Regions from separate parts of the Mus musculus genome. Here all the other regions are linked to region 2. The links are chromatin contacts, called in public HiChIP or PLAC-seq, Micro-C and promoter capture Hi-C maps. All regions are on one chromosome and are shown on one strand. The core of a region is the stretch at or near the end of the contact, and the rest is flanking DNA. Distances in the headings are between cores, read along the strand shown.

The links. Promoter capture Hi-C pulls out the DNA fragments that hold promoters and counts their contacts. Hi-C and Micro-C count contacts between places; a contact is called where the count stands out from the background. HiChIP or PLAC-seq counts read pairs in DNA pulled down with a chosen protein or histone mark.
Region 1: a Micro-C map of embryonic stem cells shows a contact between it and region 2, with 4 times the contacts expected there. The contact joins the promoter of Far1 here to the promoter of Rassf10 in region 2. A contact is called at or near these places in 1 of 39 promoter capture datasets (stem cell-derived epiblast-like cells), 1 of 484 Hi-C or Micro-C datasets (embryonic stem cells) and 1 of 115 datasets of contacts at active chromatin or transcription factors (pancreatic cancer cells).
Region 3: a contact with region 2 is called in a promoter capture Hi-C map of embryonic stem cells, with 11 read pairs. The contact joins the promoter of Parva here to the promoter of Rassf10 in region 2. A contact is called at or near these places in 5 of 39 promoter capture datasets (cranial neural crest, embryonic stem cells, liver and 1 more) and 5 of 115 datasets of contacts at active chromatin or transcription factors (cardiomyocytes, embryonic stem cells, pancreatic cancer cells and 1 more).
Region 4: a contact with region 2 is called in an H3K4me3 HiChIP or PLAC-seq map of stem cell-derived neural progenitor cells, with 6 times the contacts expected there. The contact joins the promoter of Micalcl here to the promoter of Rassf10 in region 2. A contact is called at or near these places in 7 of 39 promoter capture datasets (cranial neural crest, embryonic stem cells, liver and 2 more), 1 of 15 datasets of contacts at CTCF or cohesin (large pre-B cells), 1 of 484 Hi-C or Micro-C datasets (cortical neurons), 4 of 115 datasets of contacts at active chromatin or transcription factors (astrocytes, embryonic forebrain, embryonic stem cells and 1 more) and 1 of 9 other capture datasets (liver).

The regions. Positions count from the first base shown.
Region 1 is chr7:113,512,203-113,516,477 of GRCm38.p6, forward strand. Far1 (fatty acyl CoA reductase 1) reads left to right here and starts at 1,632. Exons shown (of 13, transcript NM_027379.4): 1 at 1,632-1,735.
Region 2 is chr7:112,952,228-112,956,122 of GRCm38.p6, forward strand. It overlaps Rassf10 (Ras association (RalGDS/AF-6) domain family (N-terminal) member 10), which reads left to right and starts at 1,735. Exons shown (of 1, transcript NM_175279.3): 1 at 1,735-3,895. The coding sequence starts at 1,967. The coding sequence ends at 3,493.
Region 3 is chr7:112,425,637-112,429,788 of GRCm38.p6, forward strand. Parva (parvin, alpha) reads left to right here and starts at 2,070. Exons shown (of 13, transcript NM_020606.5): 1 at 2,070-2,464. The coding sequence starts at 2,329.
Region 4 is chr7:112,373,325-112,377,163 of GRCm38.p6, forward strand. Micalcl (MICAL C-terminal like) reads left to right here and starts at 1,533. Exons shown (of 10, transcript NM_001381862.1): 1 at 1,533-2,045; 2 at 2,691-2,765.

The DNA of each region.
Region 1 (4,275 bases), core at 382-2,881, 560 kb after region 2:
AATCCCTTATACCCGTAGTAGTTTGTAGTTCTTAAGTATTATTTCTATTATTTTAAATTACGTGTATGCGTGTGTCTGTATGTGGGTGGTATGTGGATGTGAGTGCAGGTGCCCATGGAGCCCAGAAGGGAGGCATTACTAGCAGGTGATTGTGAACTGCCAACTGTAGATTACTGGGGACTGAACTCGCATTTTCTGAAAGAGCAGTACCTGCTTTTAGCCACTGAGTCTTCTCTCTAGCCTCGGTTTTTAGTTTTTGAATGACAGCTAAAGCCTGGTGTTGATTATAACCAGGATGCAATAGTTTTTTCCAAAATGATTGCACCGTGCATGAAGCACACAGCCCCACGAATCTTCTTCATACACCCGGGTAATCACCACCACATCAAGAAAAAACAGGTTCCCAGCTCATACATTGTAATGAGCATAGTTTTTTAGAAAAATGTTTTTTAGGCATGTAAAAATAGTGTAGTCAGGATCCCCACTACACTCAAGGCTGCACCTGATAACCATAACTCCGTACACCACTCACTCAAAGATAACAAGAGATAGTCCTAGAACTAACTCCACGATGCCCAGTGAACAGTATATAAGCAGAGACTAAGAGCAATGCTCTGCTCTGCACATCTGGAGAGATGCCACTTTGATCTGCCCTGTGGCTGGAGAATCTTTTCTAGGATCCTGCCCCTGGAATCAGAAATTTCTGTTTGAGACTGGACCTGACCTTCAGCCAAGATACATCGCATAGGTAAGCAGCCTCGGGAGATAGGCTTAGGACCGTAGTTAGGAATTCAGAGTGTTTATATTGTGTGAAGACCCAAAGCATAACTAAATAAAACTTGTTATACTAACTACGCGTATCTACCTTCTAGCTCGCGACACTCAGCAAGTTCCCGTGCACCCTAGCTCTCAGCACACGCCCCACCTTCCAACGCTGAAACTTCTCTCACTGTCCCTACATCTTGCACGGGATTGTCTTGAAGGAGGAAGGACTAGGTGGACAGTCTCTCGGGGAGGATGGACGCGGGCTCCAGTCCTCCCGATGGGCCCTTCAGAAGGTCCATACAGTGCTGGCTCCACATTCCGAAGGAACCAAGCTGGCAGTTATCAGGGAGGATCCTCACACTCAGTTAAGACCGAGGGTAGCCGGCCCCATCTGGGGAGCGCCAGGGTGCACGTTGGCAGTACTCAAGCACGCCGCGATGGCTGCGGGGCGGGCTCTCACGTCTGCCACTTGTCCCGCACCTTTTGCGTGGGCTGGGCTCCCGCGCCAGGGTAGTCGGGCGTGGCCCAGGGCGCGACCCTCCGGGAAGCGGGCGGCCGGGGGCGGCGCTGCTGAGCGGGGATGTGCGGCGCGCGCCCATTGGCTGCGCTTTCCCCGACCACACCGCCCAGCCGCCCACTTCCCGGCCTCTCTCCGCTCCCCCATTGGCCGTCCTGCCTGGGGGGTTTGGGGTGGGCGGCTGAAGAAGAGTGGAGGGTGAGCGGTTCTCCCGGGAAGAGTGTGAGCAAGAGCCAATCAGGAGCAGACGTGGAAAAGAGGCGCCACGCCAACCAGTCAGACCCCGAGGCGCGGTCGGGACCCGTGACGCCATAGCGCTCTCAGCCAATGGGCGCACCGCTGTCGGTCCGCTCTTCAGCAGCCGGTCGGGGGCGGTGAAAAGCGAGTGAGGAGAGCGCGACCACGGCGTAGCCATCGCTGAAGGGAGAGCGAGGCCCGAGCTTCCGCGTCGAGGTGAGCGGCACGGGCTCTGTCGCAGGCTCGGCCGCGGCCCCTCCGCACTTGGCCGCCGTTTTGCGGGAGTCCTAGGCCGGGCTGCGTTGAGGTGGGGCCTGCGAACCGCCCCGCCCCCGCCCCGCCACGGCCGCCTGGAGGCGGGGGCGCCTCCTCTGCTGGGACTGTCCCTGCGCGGCGTGGCCGGGCCGCCGCCCTCCCGACTGCCAGGGCCGCGGCGAGGGAGCTTAGAGGCCCCTGGCCTGCAACCCGGGGAGGCAGGGGTTCCGTCTGCGGGGGGAGGCCGCGCAGAGGCGGCCACGGTGGGGGCCCGAGTTAACGGAGGAGGGTGGCGGCCTGGGATTGAGAGGAAGAAAGTGATGGGAAAGGGGTGATGCTCTGGAGAGGGCGTCCAGTGAGGAGGCCCCTGCTCCAGAGTGGGATCGGCCTCTGGGAAGTAGGTATCAATGGCGTTGCGGAGAAATCAGCTGAGAGATGGAGAACTGGTTTGGGGTTTGAAGGTTAAGGTCTCTGGACCAATGGGGACAGGGCATGTGGAGTGTGAGAAGGTACACACAGAAACCGGAAGGTGTCCGAGGAGTGGATTTTAGATGAGGGGTGGATGGAGGCTGTCTGACTAGAAGGCGTTATTTGGTTTCTTGGAAAGTACACAAGGAACAGTCAAGGTGGATTTCTGTGTGCTTGCTCAAGGGTGGGGATCTTTTGTGAACAGTGGAGTGAGTTGGGAGTACAGAGTTGAGAGAGAGTATCTCAGGATGACAGCTCGGAACACTCAACGTAGCTACCTACTGAGGCTGATCATTAGCTCACCTTTATGCTGTCCCCTGGATGATCCATCTGATTGTTTAGCCACAGCTCACACAAACTTAGCTCTTAGAAGTAATGGGTATTAAGTATTCTTTGATTTTTTTTTTTTTTTTTTTTGGACTGGGAAATTGCTTAATTCTTAAAGAAAAGTGCTAAGGGCAACATTTAAAGAGTCTGGTTGGGGATGGATAATGGATGGGTAATATGACATGAGGATGGTGCAAGGTGTCTTACAAAAACAGAAGTGATACTGTGTGAATGTAGTTGTGCAGTTCTGAATGAGCAATCTTTTTAATGTAGTGGAATTTGTTTTATGCTTGTTGGGCAGTTGCTTTCACTTTTGAGACTAGTTTTGTAGTTAAATAAACAAAAAATATTTTCACTTAAGAAAGACATTAGTATATGTGTGTTGCTGTCAACTGCTTTCCTCTTTGAAGCTTTTATTTGTAGGGTACAGGTAGAATTAAATCCACATTTTCAGTGGATTTAAATGGGAGAGATAATTTCTGCTTAAAGATAGGACAAAAGGCCGGTGAAAAGTTACAGTTTGAGGGCAGAATTCAAGAGAGCAGTTGTATAAATGTTTTCTTATTCACCAGCTCAGCATAGAATTTTAGCTAATGGATCATTCTTTAGGACAGAGAAGGTATTTGTGGGTAACACATTACTGTAATTACATTTTGCTTTTAGTATAATCTAGTTCCCAAAGGGCTGAGTTACCTGTAAGCAGAGAGACAGTTCAAGAGAAGGGCAAGTTTTTTGGAAAAGGTGAATTTTGGGTCATTTGCACCAGGAGTTGGTGTGTGGGTTATTACTAGACACAAGAATGATTACAGTAGTTTGGATGAAGTATAAGCAGACTGTGGATTTAAAAACCTCACAAGTGTAAATAGTTTCTAAGTCCAATTACAGATCTGTCTGAAGAAATGGTTAGATATGTAGCCATCAGTTAAGCTTCTTCCTGCAGCTTGGTTGGTTGGTAAATAGTGGTTCCCTGTGATGGCTCGAAGGAACAGAACAGTTGGACTGAAGATGGGGCATATATGCACCCCCCAATTTTTTTGATAGTTAGAAATTTATTGGTTGCTACTTTGTGCCAGAAACTGTTTTGAGCTTTCCAAGTATCATTATTTGATTGTATTTCATAGGTGAGGGAGAGGTTCAGACAGATTTGACTTGCCTAAGGTTACACCAGCTATTATTACATGGCAAGTCGGATTTGGCAGAATCAGACATGAATTGAACATTTGCTTGATGACAGACACTGGAGAATGCTGGAGATTCATGATTTACCAGAAAATCCAAAGGTCAGACCTGAGCCTGTTAGAGAAAAGACTTGTTATAAAAGAAGTAAAGGAGGCATGGGGGCTAGGGGATGGTGGTGTTGGGATTGTCAGCACACGCCTTTAATCCCAGCACGCAGGAGGCAGAGGGAGGTGGGCTTTGAGTTCGAGGCCAGCCTGGTCTACAAAGCAAGCCCAGGACAATTAGGGCTATTACAGAGAAACAGTGTCTTGAAAAACAAAACAAAGTCAGTAAAGGATAAAGATTGCTTGTAAAGATTTTGTAGGTACTGAAGAGTATGCTGTTTAGAGAAGCCTAGAGCTGACTTTTTTGAAAGAAAGACCTAGAGACTGAGAAGAAAGATGGTTAAAAGAAGCCACTGAGTTAAATAAGGAAAAAAGAAATGTAAATGTAGAGTCAAGATCACTGAGGTCAATCATGATATGGGT
Region 2 (3,895 bases), core at 485-2,984:
CTAGCTCCTCCATTGGGAGCCCTATGATCCATCCATTAGCTGACTGTGAGCATCCACTTCTGTGTTTGCTGGGCCCCGGCATAGTCTCACAAGAGACAGCTACATCTGCGTCCTTTCAATAAAATCTTGCTAGTGTATGCAATGGTGTCAGCGTTTGGATGCTGATTATGGGGTGGATCCCTGGCTATGGCAGTCTCTACATGGTCCATCCTTTCATCTCAGCTCCAAACTCCGTCTCTGTAACTCCTTCCATGGGTGTTTTGTTCCCAAATCTAAGGAGGGGCATAGTGTCCACACTTCAGTCTTCATTCTCCTTGAGTTTCATGTGTTTAGCAAATTATATCTTATATCTTGGGTATCCTAGGTTTGGGGCTAATATCCACTTATCAGTGAATACATATTGTGTGAGTTTCTTTGTGAATGTGTTACCTCACTCAGGATGATGCCCTCCAGGTCCATCCATTTGGCTAGGAATTTCATAAATTCATTCTTTTTAATAGCTGAGTAGTACTCCATTGTGTAGATGTACCACATTTTCTGTATCCATTCCTCTGTTGAGGGGCATCTAGGTTCTTTCCAGCTTCTGGCTATTATAAATAAGGCTGCTATGAACATAGTGGAGCATGTGTCCTTCTTACCTGTTGGGGCATCTTCTGGATATATGCCCAGGAGAGGTATTGCTGGATCCTCCGGTAGTACTATGTCCAGTTTTCTGAGGAACCGCCAGACTGATTGGAAATGTCTCTTGAGCTATGGTGAGCTGCTGGCAGGCCAGGAGGCTTGCTCATCATCACACCACTTGCACTGGACTTAGAGCACAGTGGGAACCCAGCAAATGTTCCAGGAAGGAATCATTCAATCGACCAAAGCACTTTCCAAGAAATAATGAGACATCCAAGGTCTTGAGGCAGGGGAGTGAGCTGTCAGATCTGGGCTTCCCTGGACAAGCCTTTCACTGAGAGGGTTTTAAGCTTCGATTAGAGTGGCTTTGAATTTCTTCTGTTCTGATACTTGATTCTCATCACTTCCAGACGACATTTAGATGCAATGGGAACAGTCATAGTAATAGCCTCGGTTTCCCCTTTGGAGTCAGGACTGGTGATCAATTTAGGTTTGGCCCTGACTTCTCTGTCAACAAGGCTGTGGGAAGTGGAGGGGCAAAGTGGGGACCTACAGATCTGACCTATGGGGAATTGGGTACCACCCTTAGATCATTGCAAATCTGATCATGGACCCCACTGTGGTTGAGGAAGACTGGAAGGTTTAGAGGCAGCGCTTACAAAGGTGAGCTGGTCAGGTAGTGGATCACAACGTCTCTAGTAGAAACTGTTAGGTGCCTCAGTTTCCCCGTCTGTGCAAAGTGCATTGTACAGAAGGCACAAGACCACGCACATCGGGTTAAGGTGTTTCCAACCAAGTCTAGAGGCAAGGCGTAGCTGAGCCCAGGGAGGCGCAGAGGTGCGGGCTCCAGGCGCAGAGCTGATGCCTAGAGGTGAAGGCTCCAGGCCTTGTATCAGAAAGGTCCCGGGAGTCCATCTTTGCTCTGAGTGGAAAAAACTAGGAACTGGACGCCAGTAACCTGAGCCAGGGGCAGACCCGTCCGCAGGGCTGGGAGGGGCGAGTTTGGGCGCCCCGCCTGCGGTGCTCTCAGCAGCGGCTCAGGGCGCTGGGGGGCGGGAAGAGGTGGAGCCAGGTGGGGAGGAGCAAAACCCGGAGGCCTCGGGCACCGCGGGCAGAGCCAGAGCCGCTGGAACCTGAGCCCCGGCGTGCTGCTTTGGGAGAGTCCGCCGTCCGAGCCGAAAGCAGCCGCTGCCCGATTTCAGTACATAGTCCGGGAGAAAGGCTAGTGAGGCCGGAGACAGGGTCACGGATTCTACTGCAGTTCGGGAGCTGCCAGGTTGCCCGCGCTGGCCCTGCTGCCCTAATTGCACCTAGCCGGACTTGCTCCTCACGTCCCGGTTGCGCCATGGATCCTTCGGAGAAGAAGATATCGGTGTGGATCTGCCAGGAGGAGAAGCTGGTGTCCGGCCTCTCCCGCCGCACCACCTGCTCGGACGTGGTGCGGGTGCTTTTGGAGGACGGCTGCCGGCGGCGCTGCAGGCAGCGGCGGGGCCAGCGACGGGGCTTGACGGAAGACCCTTCGGGCCAGTTGGAGCTGCCCGAGCCCCCGGACGAAAACGACGAGGATGACGACGACGCGATGCCCCCGGGCATGCTATGTGGGCCCCCGCAGTGCTATTGCATTGTGGAGAAGTGGCGCGGCTTTGAGCGCATCCTGCCCAACAAGACGCGGATCTTGCGCCTCTGGACTGCTTGGGGCGACGAGCAGGAGAATGTACGCTTCGTGCTGGTGCGCAGCGAAGCGTCGCTGCCCAACGCCGGACCGCGCAGCGCCGAGGCGCGGGTAGTGCTCAGCCGCGAGCGCCCCTGCTTGGCCCGGGGCGCCCCAGCACGGCCCAGCCTGGCCTTGACCCAGGAGAAGCAGCGGCGGGTGGTACGCAAGGCCTTCCGCAAACTGGCCAAGCTCAACCGGAGGCGCCAGCAGCAGCCGTCGTCACCTTGTTCGTCCACGTCGTCGTCCACCGCCTCGTCCTGCTCGTCGTCTGCTCGGACCCACGAGAGCGCGTCGGTAGAACGTATGGAGACGCTGGTGCATCTGGTGCTGTCGCAGGACCACACGATTCGCCAGCAGGTGCAGCGGCTCCGGGAGCTGGACCGCGAGATAGACCGCTACGAAGCCAAGGTGCACCTAGACCGCATGCGGAGGCACGGAGTCAACTACGTGCAGGATACCTATCTAGTGGGGGCCGGCATCGACCTGGACGGACAAACTCCTGAAGGGGAGCCGGAAGATGCGACACTGGAGGAGAAGGGGACAGAACCGGCGGCACCCCTGGACAGCGAGGCGCAGGCGGCAGCGTTGGAGGAGCTGGCCAGGCGCTGTGACGACCTGGTGCGGCTGCAGGAGGAGCGCGCCCAGCAGGAGGAGTTGCTAGAGCGCCTGTCCGCCGAGATCCAGGAGGAACTGAACCAGCGCTGGATGCAGCGGCGCAATGAGGAGCTGGCGGCTCGAGAGGAGTCCCTAGAGCCCGATGGTGGTCCGGATGGCGAGCTGCTGCTGGAGCAGGAGCGGGTCAGGACGCAGCTCAGCACCAGCCTTTACATCGGGCTGAGGCTCAGCACGGACCTGGAGGCCGTCAAGGCGGACTTGGATTACAGCCAGCAGCAGAGGGACATTAAGGAGCGCGAGCTTCAGGGCCTTCTCCAGAGTTTGCACACTTTTGAGCAGACGGTGGTGCATGATGGGGCTCTGGGTTCCAGCGGACCCTCTCGCGAACCTCAGCCTCAGACCTGTGCAGAAATGTGGGTAGACCAGGCCCGGGGACTGGCTAAGAGTTGCCCGGGCAACGATGAGGACTCAGATACTGGGCTGAGCTCCATGCATAGCCAAGACTCAGACTCGGTACCCCCTGTGTGTGAATCCCTTGTGTAGAAGTAGTAGGGAGCAAGCTTAGACGCTTGCAGAATGCACTGGTTTGGCCTGCTCAGGGACATGAAGTGAGGCCATGGGGGTGAGCTCAGAGTTCCCACGGATGGGTCTGGAGAGTGAGTGTGAAGGAGGGTCCTGGACAAGGAAGCCCTAAGCTTCTAAGCTTTAGAGGGAAGTGGAGTCAGGAGGTGAGAACCCCTCCCTGTTTTTTAAAAACACATTAGGTAAGTGATGAGGTCCAAGCCCATTTTCAAAACAAGAGAAAAGGAAAACATTACGGGACATTTTTTTTTTACCACTCCTGTGCATGGGAAGGACTGATGACAGCTAGAACTTTGGTCTGTGGCATAAAGTGCTGCTAAAAGAAAACACTTGGATGGAAAGGAAATTCCTTGAATGTTAATT
Region 3 (4,152 bases), core at 820-3,319, 530 kb before region 2:
GGTTAGACTTTGCTTGTCACATATGGGTTAGACCACACAGTGGTAGACAGTTCCCAGAAGGCTGTAGGAGCAGTAACTCCTCAAATGGAAGCACAGCAGACCTAGCAGGAACTTCATGTGGGAATGGAAAGGGATACAAGATTTCATGAGTTCTCCATGTCGAGACCATCATGTGGTCTTGTTTTGAGACAGTCTCACTAGGTATATAGCTGACTATGACATTAAACCCCTTCTGTCTTCACTTCCAAGTGCTGGCATTATGGATGTGTCAAAGCACCTCTGACCCACATGGCCTCTTGAGAAAATGTCTTTATTCATTTCTGGATGCCTGGAGTGTCACACGTGACACATAACACACACACACACCAGATACTGCCCTATATCCCCATGTCCCTCCTAGTGTATTTTATGTTGCTTAGTTTTGGTCTACCAGGCACAAGCTAGAGACATCTGAGAAGAAGAGACCACAATTGAGAAATGCCCCCTATCAGCTTGGCCTATTGGCAAGTCCGAGAGGCATCTTCTTGATTAATGATTGCTATGGAAGGGCCCAGCTCACTATGCATGGTGCCACCCCTGGGCAGGTGGTCCTGTGTTGTATAATAAAGCAAACTGAGGAATCCAGGAGAGGCAAGGCAGTAAGCAGTATTTCTCCATGGTCTCTGCTTCCGATTTCTGCCTCCAGACTCCTGCCTTGACTTCCCTCCGTGATGGACTGCTACCTTACAGGTAAAATAAACCCTCTCCTCTCTAGGTTGCTTCCGGTTCTGGGATTTATCAGAACAATAGGAAGGAAGTTAAGACACACATTCTCATCACCAACATGCATGTCACTCATCAACACGTGCCTCTGGCTGAGAACAGACACTGCTGCCTAGCTGGGCACTAGATCACAACCTAGTGCCCAACTGCTGGACCGATTTCTCCAGCTCAGTTCAAAATCTTGCTCCCTCTGAGTCAGAGGTTCAGTCAGATTCCATCAGTGTGTGTAGTGTACATGTGGAAAGCCCTCCTCAGAGCAAGACAGCCACCATCTTCATCTAAGCAGATGTGAGAACTTGCGACCTCCCTTCCCACTCGACTCCTGACCTAGAGACCGACCCTGTTTATTGATGTTCCCTTATAGAAGGATGGAGCAGGGACAGTCACTGAATTTTCATCTCAATTCTGGCCACTCCCTCTTGTAACCCTACTAGGTCATTCTGTCCTAATTCCACGTGGTCACTGGAGGTGTTAGAGTAGTAGTCTGTTGAAGATTAGCTGAAGGGGATTCCATTTAGACAGTTAGGGGAAGTCATCCGCCCTGGGGTAGAAATTTGCAGTAGTGCAGCTGCTTTGGGGCCCGCCCACATTCCTGTAGGTGACTCCTTCCCCAGGCTCTGTAAGTCTGATAAACTCATTGGATCCCAAGCTTGATTTCAGGGAAAAGGTAATTTGGTGGTGGTGCTCTGGGAAGGAGACATAGATATTTGTTTATGCCCCATCACGGAAAGAGCTGTGGAAACAGTTATGTAACTCTTCCCGCTGGTGTATGACCAAGGTATCCTGAAAGAATGGGAAAGAGATGGTCAAGCCACAACTTAGGACGAAGAAGCACAGTAAAAGTACGCAGGACTCCTAAACATCTCCAGCATGAATCTTTAAAACTGCCTGGTGTGACTCCAGCGTCAGGTCAAGAGAGTCTGGAACTAATTCTATTGCTCTTGGCTAGATAGATGAGCGTCTGCCGTCGTGGACTTCCAGCTTTGTTTGAGTGTGGACAGGAGAAGGTGGAAGTCCGCAGATTCATGCAGAAGTTGAACGGGAAGTCTGTTGGGACCAGAGCCCATTTTAGATCCTTGACTTCTTTGTGAGACAAAAGTACTAACAGTATAGGAACCCATCCATGCAGGAGGTAGAGCAAGAGACCGCAGCAGCTGGGAAATAGGGTCACAGGGCTGATTCCCTGCGGATTCTGACGCGTGTGTGTGTGTGTGTGTGTGTGTGTGTGTGTGTGTGTGTGTGTATGCAAAGCAGAGAAGTGAAGGCTTCCAAGCTCCAGATAAGACCTCACGTCCCCCTAGCATGCACTTGCCCCTGCGTCTATAGCCCCCAGCAAGCGGCAAGCCAGGGCATCCTCGTAGCCAGGGCAGCCCTGGGCACGGGGGCCCCAGGCGCAGCAGCTCCTCGCAGGGCGGAGGGCGGCGCGAGGGAGGGAGCGAGGGACGGGAAAGGCGAGCGAGCTGCCTCAAATGCCTGGAATAATTCCGCTTCCGTTTGGAAAGCCGCAGCCTCAGTCCCGCCGCCGCCCGCCGCGGCCGCCCAGCTCCAGCTCCGCGTCCAGCCGCCATGGCCACATCCCCACAGAAGTCGCCCTTGGTCCCCAAATCACCCACTCCCAAGTCGCCTCCGTCCCGCAAGAAGGATGACTCGTTCTTGGGGAAACTCGGAGGGACGCTGGCCCGGAGGAAGAAAGCCAAAGAAGGTAGGAACAGCCGAGGCCGTGGGCGCTGCAGGGATCGGGAGCCTGGAAGTGGGAGACCCCCCTGGCAGTGCCTGGGCGCGCCTCTCAGTGTCCCCATGTCGCCTCCAAAGCCCTAACCGGGTCGGTGTCATCTCTGGTCCACAGGCGGAGCCCAGGCTTTGGGTGGCTGTTGTCCCAGAGCCCAGGCCCAGCCGGTCCCCTGTGCTCTCCCCTAGGCCGCTGTCCCCGCCCTCTGCGCGCCCGAGGACTGGCATTTGCCAAGTTTCTGCTGGAAAGTTTTCTCGGGCGCCGTCATTCCCCGCTCTCAGCCTTCATTGGTCTGTTGCGCCGTCGTTTCCTGGGCGCCTTCAGGTCTTTTGCTGCAGCTGCAATGGCCTCCTTGGATCTCTCGCGGGCTCCCTGGACTTGTGTGGACTTTGATGATCTGTATAAAATGTTAGTTGACTGACTGAGAGAAGAACGTGCCGAAGTTGGGGGGGGGGGGATTGAGGAATGGTGAGATAAACTCACTACACCTAAGGACTGTGACCCTGCTGTGAACCTGGACATTCCATTCCAAGTTTTATTTAAAGAAAAAGAAAAGATTTCTTTTTCCCACCACAGTGAATTGCAGCAATCTCATTTTTTGTTTCCAGAATAGTTTCTGTGGAAAGTACTTTTTCCCCCGTAGGCAGAATTTACAACTCACATTTGGGCGTAGGAAATGCAGTGATGATTCTAAAAATCAATGTGGCGATAGGTGTGTGAATAAAAAGGGGTTTAAAATGTTTTCCTCTTTGGCATGGCTGGGATTGGATTTAGAGGGCCTTAGGTCTACTGCGTGAGCACCGCGGTCTTATTCTTTCTCTTTTGAGACTCTTTAGCCTTGTGCTTAGTCTTGTGTAGCCCAGGCAGAACTTTGTGGTCCTCCTGCCTCGGCTTCCAAAGTATTTGGGATTACAGGCCTGCCCAGCTTGGTGTTAATTGATTGTTCTTTTCTGTGGTACTGGGGGTTGATCTTAGGGACTCTGATGTTAAGCAAGTGTTTTACCGACACGGTGTTTCTAGCCCAAGTCTCCAGATCATTTCAGGAGTTTACTTTAGTAGGTCTGAGGTGATGAACTAGGAAATGTCTCATGTTCTTAGTCTCCTGAAGTATGGAAAGCACTTTGGTGTTTAATTAGCAAACTCAGTGCATGAGCTAAGTGTCTGTTGTCTAGATTGTGGCATGAATCTAAAAATCACCTCACCCCCAAGTGGTTGTTGTACCTAGTCCCCCCTTATTTCTAACAGAATGACTCCAGGATGCTCATCGAATGGCCAATACTATGAGCTCTTCTGAGCCTGATATAGTGTGCTTTTCCCTGGACATGTATATGGTAAAGTTTAACCTGTATGTTAGGCACAGTAAGAGGTTAACATGGCTGAGATGGCTAAGTGGGTAAAGGCACGTGCCACTCCAGACTGGGGATTTAGATCCTATGTAAGGTAGAAGAAAAGAGCTGACTCCACAAAGTTGACCTCTGACCTGTGCCAGAATACCCACATACATGCATCATGCACACACAATAATGGTAATAATAACAACAGATAGTACTTAGTATTACAGGCATTGCAGTGCTGAGACAGTCAGGCTGATACTTGAGCCAATAACAAAGATGGCTACTAAGTTACCAAGGCTGCGTATACAATGTGTATCCATAGGATTC
Region 4 (3,839 bases), core at 283-2,782, 580 kb before region 2:
TTCTTTTGCTGAAAAGTGCTGAATCCAGAGGGAGCAGGAAGATTGTAAGATCCAGAGAACTGGGATGTTTTCAATGAGATTGTGTTTCCTAGTCATGTCAGATGCTACATCCATGAAGTCTCACCAACATGACTACCTAAACGGAAGCCGAGTTAGGACATCCACATGCCAACGTGGGTGGGGGGAAAGCCCATGTGGACTCAACCCTACACAAAGAACTGGAGTCAACTAAGGCGTGCTGAGAGGGGAAGAAAGAGTGGGAAGAACACAAGACCCCATTGCCCTGAAAACACACATACGAGTAATATACAAACAGAGCAGGTTATATTTAGGAATGTGTGTGTGTGTGTGTGTGTGTGTGTGTGTAACAACAATTATTGGGGGAAAACCGAGGCCATGAATTTGAAAGAGAGCAAGGACAGGAACATGGGACAGTCCAGAGGGCGGAAAGGGAAGGGAGAGATGATGTGCTTATATTATAATCTCAAAATTAGGAGACCAATGCTGCTGCTCACTTGGGCCCACAGGCTGATACAGAGCAAGGAAACCCGGCCTTTCTACCTGAATTTGCTTCTGTCTTTGTCCAAGCTTTGGGCCAGACTCCTGAGTGTCAATCACTTCAGAAGCGTCTGTGTTGAACTAAGTGATACCCGCCCCATCTCTCCCACCTGCCAAGGTTGAAGGCATAAAGAAGAGAGTGATCCTGGCTTACTTTTAGCCCTTATAGAGTCCTGTTCCAGGCCCCCAAAGAAGTCTACAGGTTTCCAGTCACTGTTCTAACCTACAGTCACTCCTTAGATTTCAGAGCAGCAGAGCATGGCAAACGGTCACGGTGATGAGATCGCACACAGCCCACCCCCAGCCTCCATGATCATGAGAAGGGCGTGGCCTGTTCTCTCAAGCACTAAGATGTTTCTTCTAGTCACTGTGCAGAGCCAGAACAAAACACTGATTAACCAGCCCCACCTGGACTTTGTTCTCTTGCCTCCTGACCCAGATCTTTGTCTATTAAACCCAGAGCTCACATCAGCACTCCAGAGATGGGCTCAAATGCTTGCTTTGTGGTGTTTAAAATACTTAACCTGCATTTTCACAATGGCGTCTGCTCACTTTCTCTGGGAAAAGCTTGACATATGGGTAAAACACCATGGCCAGGACAAACTTAGAAAAGGATGGATTTATTTGGGCTTACGGTTCCAGAGGGATGAGAGTCCAGCATGGCACGGAGGCCTGACAGCAGGCGGCAAGCAGCGGTGGCGGCCAGAGCAAGAAGCTGGGAGCTCACCTCTCCAATAGCAAACACAAAGCAGAAAGTGAACGGGAAGAAGGGTGAGGCTATACATTCTCCGAGTCCAGCCCTCTCAGTGCCCAAGCATTCAAATACCTGAGCCTCCTGGGACATGTCTCGACCCAAGCTTCACAGAACCCATGGAGCCGGGCCTCTGACCTAGGACTCTTATTATATTATGACCTCACTATGGTGAAACTATGCCTACGTGGCCTATTACCACCAGTGGGGCACTTGAGCCATCAGTTCCACTATCCCACTGAGGTTAAAGCAGAGACCCTAAGGAGCTGAAGGTTCTGGTCCTGAGAAAGGAAACCCAGGTAGTGGCTGGCATGGCAGTGCTCAAGTCAGCTCACAGGGGTGGGATCTCACAGGGGTGGGATCTCACAGGGGTGGGCTGATGTCTAAGTGAGGTGAGAGAACATTCACTGGAGAGGTGTTGGATCCAAAGAGTTCTGTGTTCGAACCTTCCCTGTTCATTCTCCCACACCCAGACCCCTCCTGGGGGTCTCTTCCTCCCCCATACCTCCCAGTTCTACCTTCTGCCCCTCACATGTGCGCTCACGCCCCTCCTTTCTCTATGATGGAAGCACGGGGGCCCGTGCCTGAGAGCCCTGCACAGGAACAGGATGCAGCTGGATGCCACATCTGTTCTGAGGTTCGGGGCGGCCAGTGCCTGTGCTCAAGGCCCAGCCAGGCAGAGGGGAAGCACACAGGGCCCTGCAAAAGTGCTTCCGCAGGAACCCAACTTCCAGGAGTCAGTTCTCACTTTCTACTTTATTGGGGCAGGGTCTCTCCTGATGTTTCTATTCTCCCATCTCACTGTAGGACTACCGCCATTACAGACACATGCCTCTACAGCCAGGTTACTTTTTGAGATTGGAATCTAATTACAACATTTCTCCTTTTCTTTCCCTCCCTCCAGACTCTCCTAGACAGTTCTCCCTCCTCTACTTGAAATCATGGCCTTTTTCCTTAATTGCTATTGCATGCATATATGTATTTGTATCATACAGATATATTTCTAAAAATAACCTGTCTTGTTTATATAGTGTTACTAGTATGTGTCTCCAGGCCTGACCAGTTAGCACTGGGCAACTCATTAATGTGCCCTTTCCTGGGGAAGGCTTTCCTTCCTGCTCCCAGCATTTCATCTGGGTTGCAGGGAATCAAACCATCTCCCCAGCCTCCTATATAATTATTTTATGGACGTGTGTATGAATGAGTGAGTGAGTAAATGAATGAATGAATTAATGAATAATGGGAGGGGGGTCAGAGAAGTACACTATGATAAGAAGTGTCTCCGCCCATCCTAAGCATCTTCCTGCTAACTTTTGGTGAGTAAGCCATGGGAGACAAATTCCTCCCCTACACAGCTAATGGTCTCTTACTCCCTCCTCAGCTCTGCAGCGGGCCCATAGCCTCCAGTCTCCAACTCCAAGCAAATACCAGAACTGGAGAAGAAGATTCCAGTCCAGTGAGTCATGGGCAGGGGGAGGGGTGGGGGAGGGCAGTCTCGCTCATTCCTTACATGGTATCTTCTCTGGCCTAGCCTGGAATCCAAGGGCAAGGAAAACTGTTAGCTTGACTTGATTTCCACTGCTGGCTGTAATCATTGCCGAGGGATTTGGGAACTCTCCATTCCTCTCCCTCTACTCGGAAATCCCAGCACCTTAAGATTCTGTAGTTTCACAGAGCTGTAGCAGCTATGAGCTCCAAGTTTGAAATGAGAAAGGGAAACTGAGAGACGGGTGCTTGGTTCTGTCCCAGAAACTGGACTAGATCCCAACCCCACCCCACCTCTGCTTTTGGTTCTATGCCATTGTGACCAAGGCAAGAAGATAGCAGCTTGCACTAGAATATAAGTGTGTGTGTGTGTGTGTGTGTGTGTGTGTGTGTGTGTGAGAGAGAGAGAGAGAGAGAGAGAGAGAGAGAGAGAGTTTATTTCTTCTCCAGATCTTGGCCCCGGGTGAGTTTCAGAGCTCCCACAAGAGGAACAGTGTCTACAGTGACCATGCACACACAGTCACACAGCAAACAGAATTCCTCCAGGACCCTTGAGTGAGAAGCTGAGGGTCCACCCTGCTCTGACCCCATCACCCTCTTCTGCCTCCCCTAGTCTGCATGTTCTCTCTCCCACCTCCATCTGCCCAGGCTGACCCAACACGGCCTTGGGCTTCTGCTCTTCCTCCTTCCGAGTCAGCTTGATTCCTGGCCAATGAGTCACTTCCCACCAACCCCCAGACTCACCACTTCTCCTGTGTCTACCTGGGCCAAGGGCCACCTTTGGAGCCAGACCAGGCCTGCATACCTGGGAACAAGCTAAGATGACACCTGAATCATCTGAGCTCCTTCAGGTGTCAAACCTGAGAGGACAGAGAGAACTAAGGTTTCCAGGAGTCTCCCCACAACAAGCGCTAGGATCCCTCTCAGGCCAGTCCTCCTGGGTGCTAAAGCCATCCCAACAGTTGAGTACCACCAGTGTCAGGGCGCTCAGTCAGTCCTCAGCAAGCTCCCAGCATGAGGTGAGATAGGAGCTTGGCAAACATCA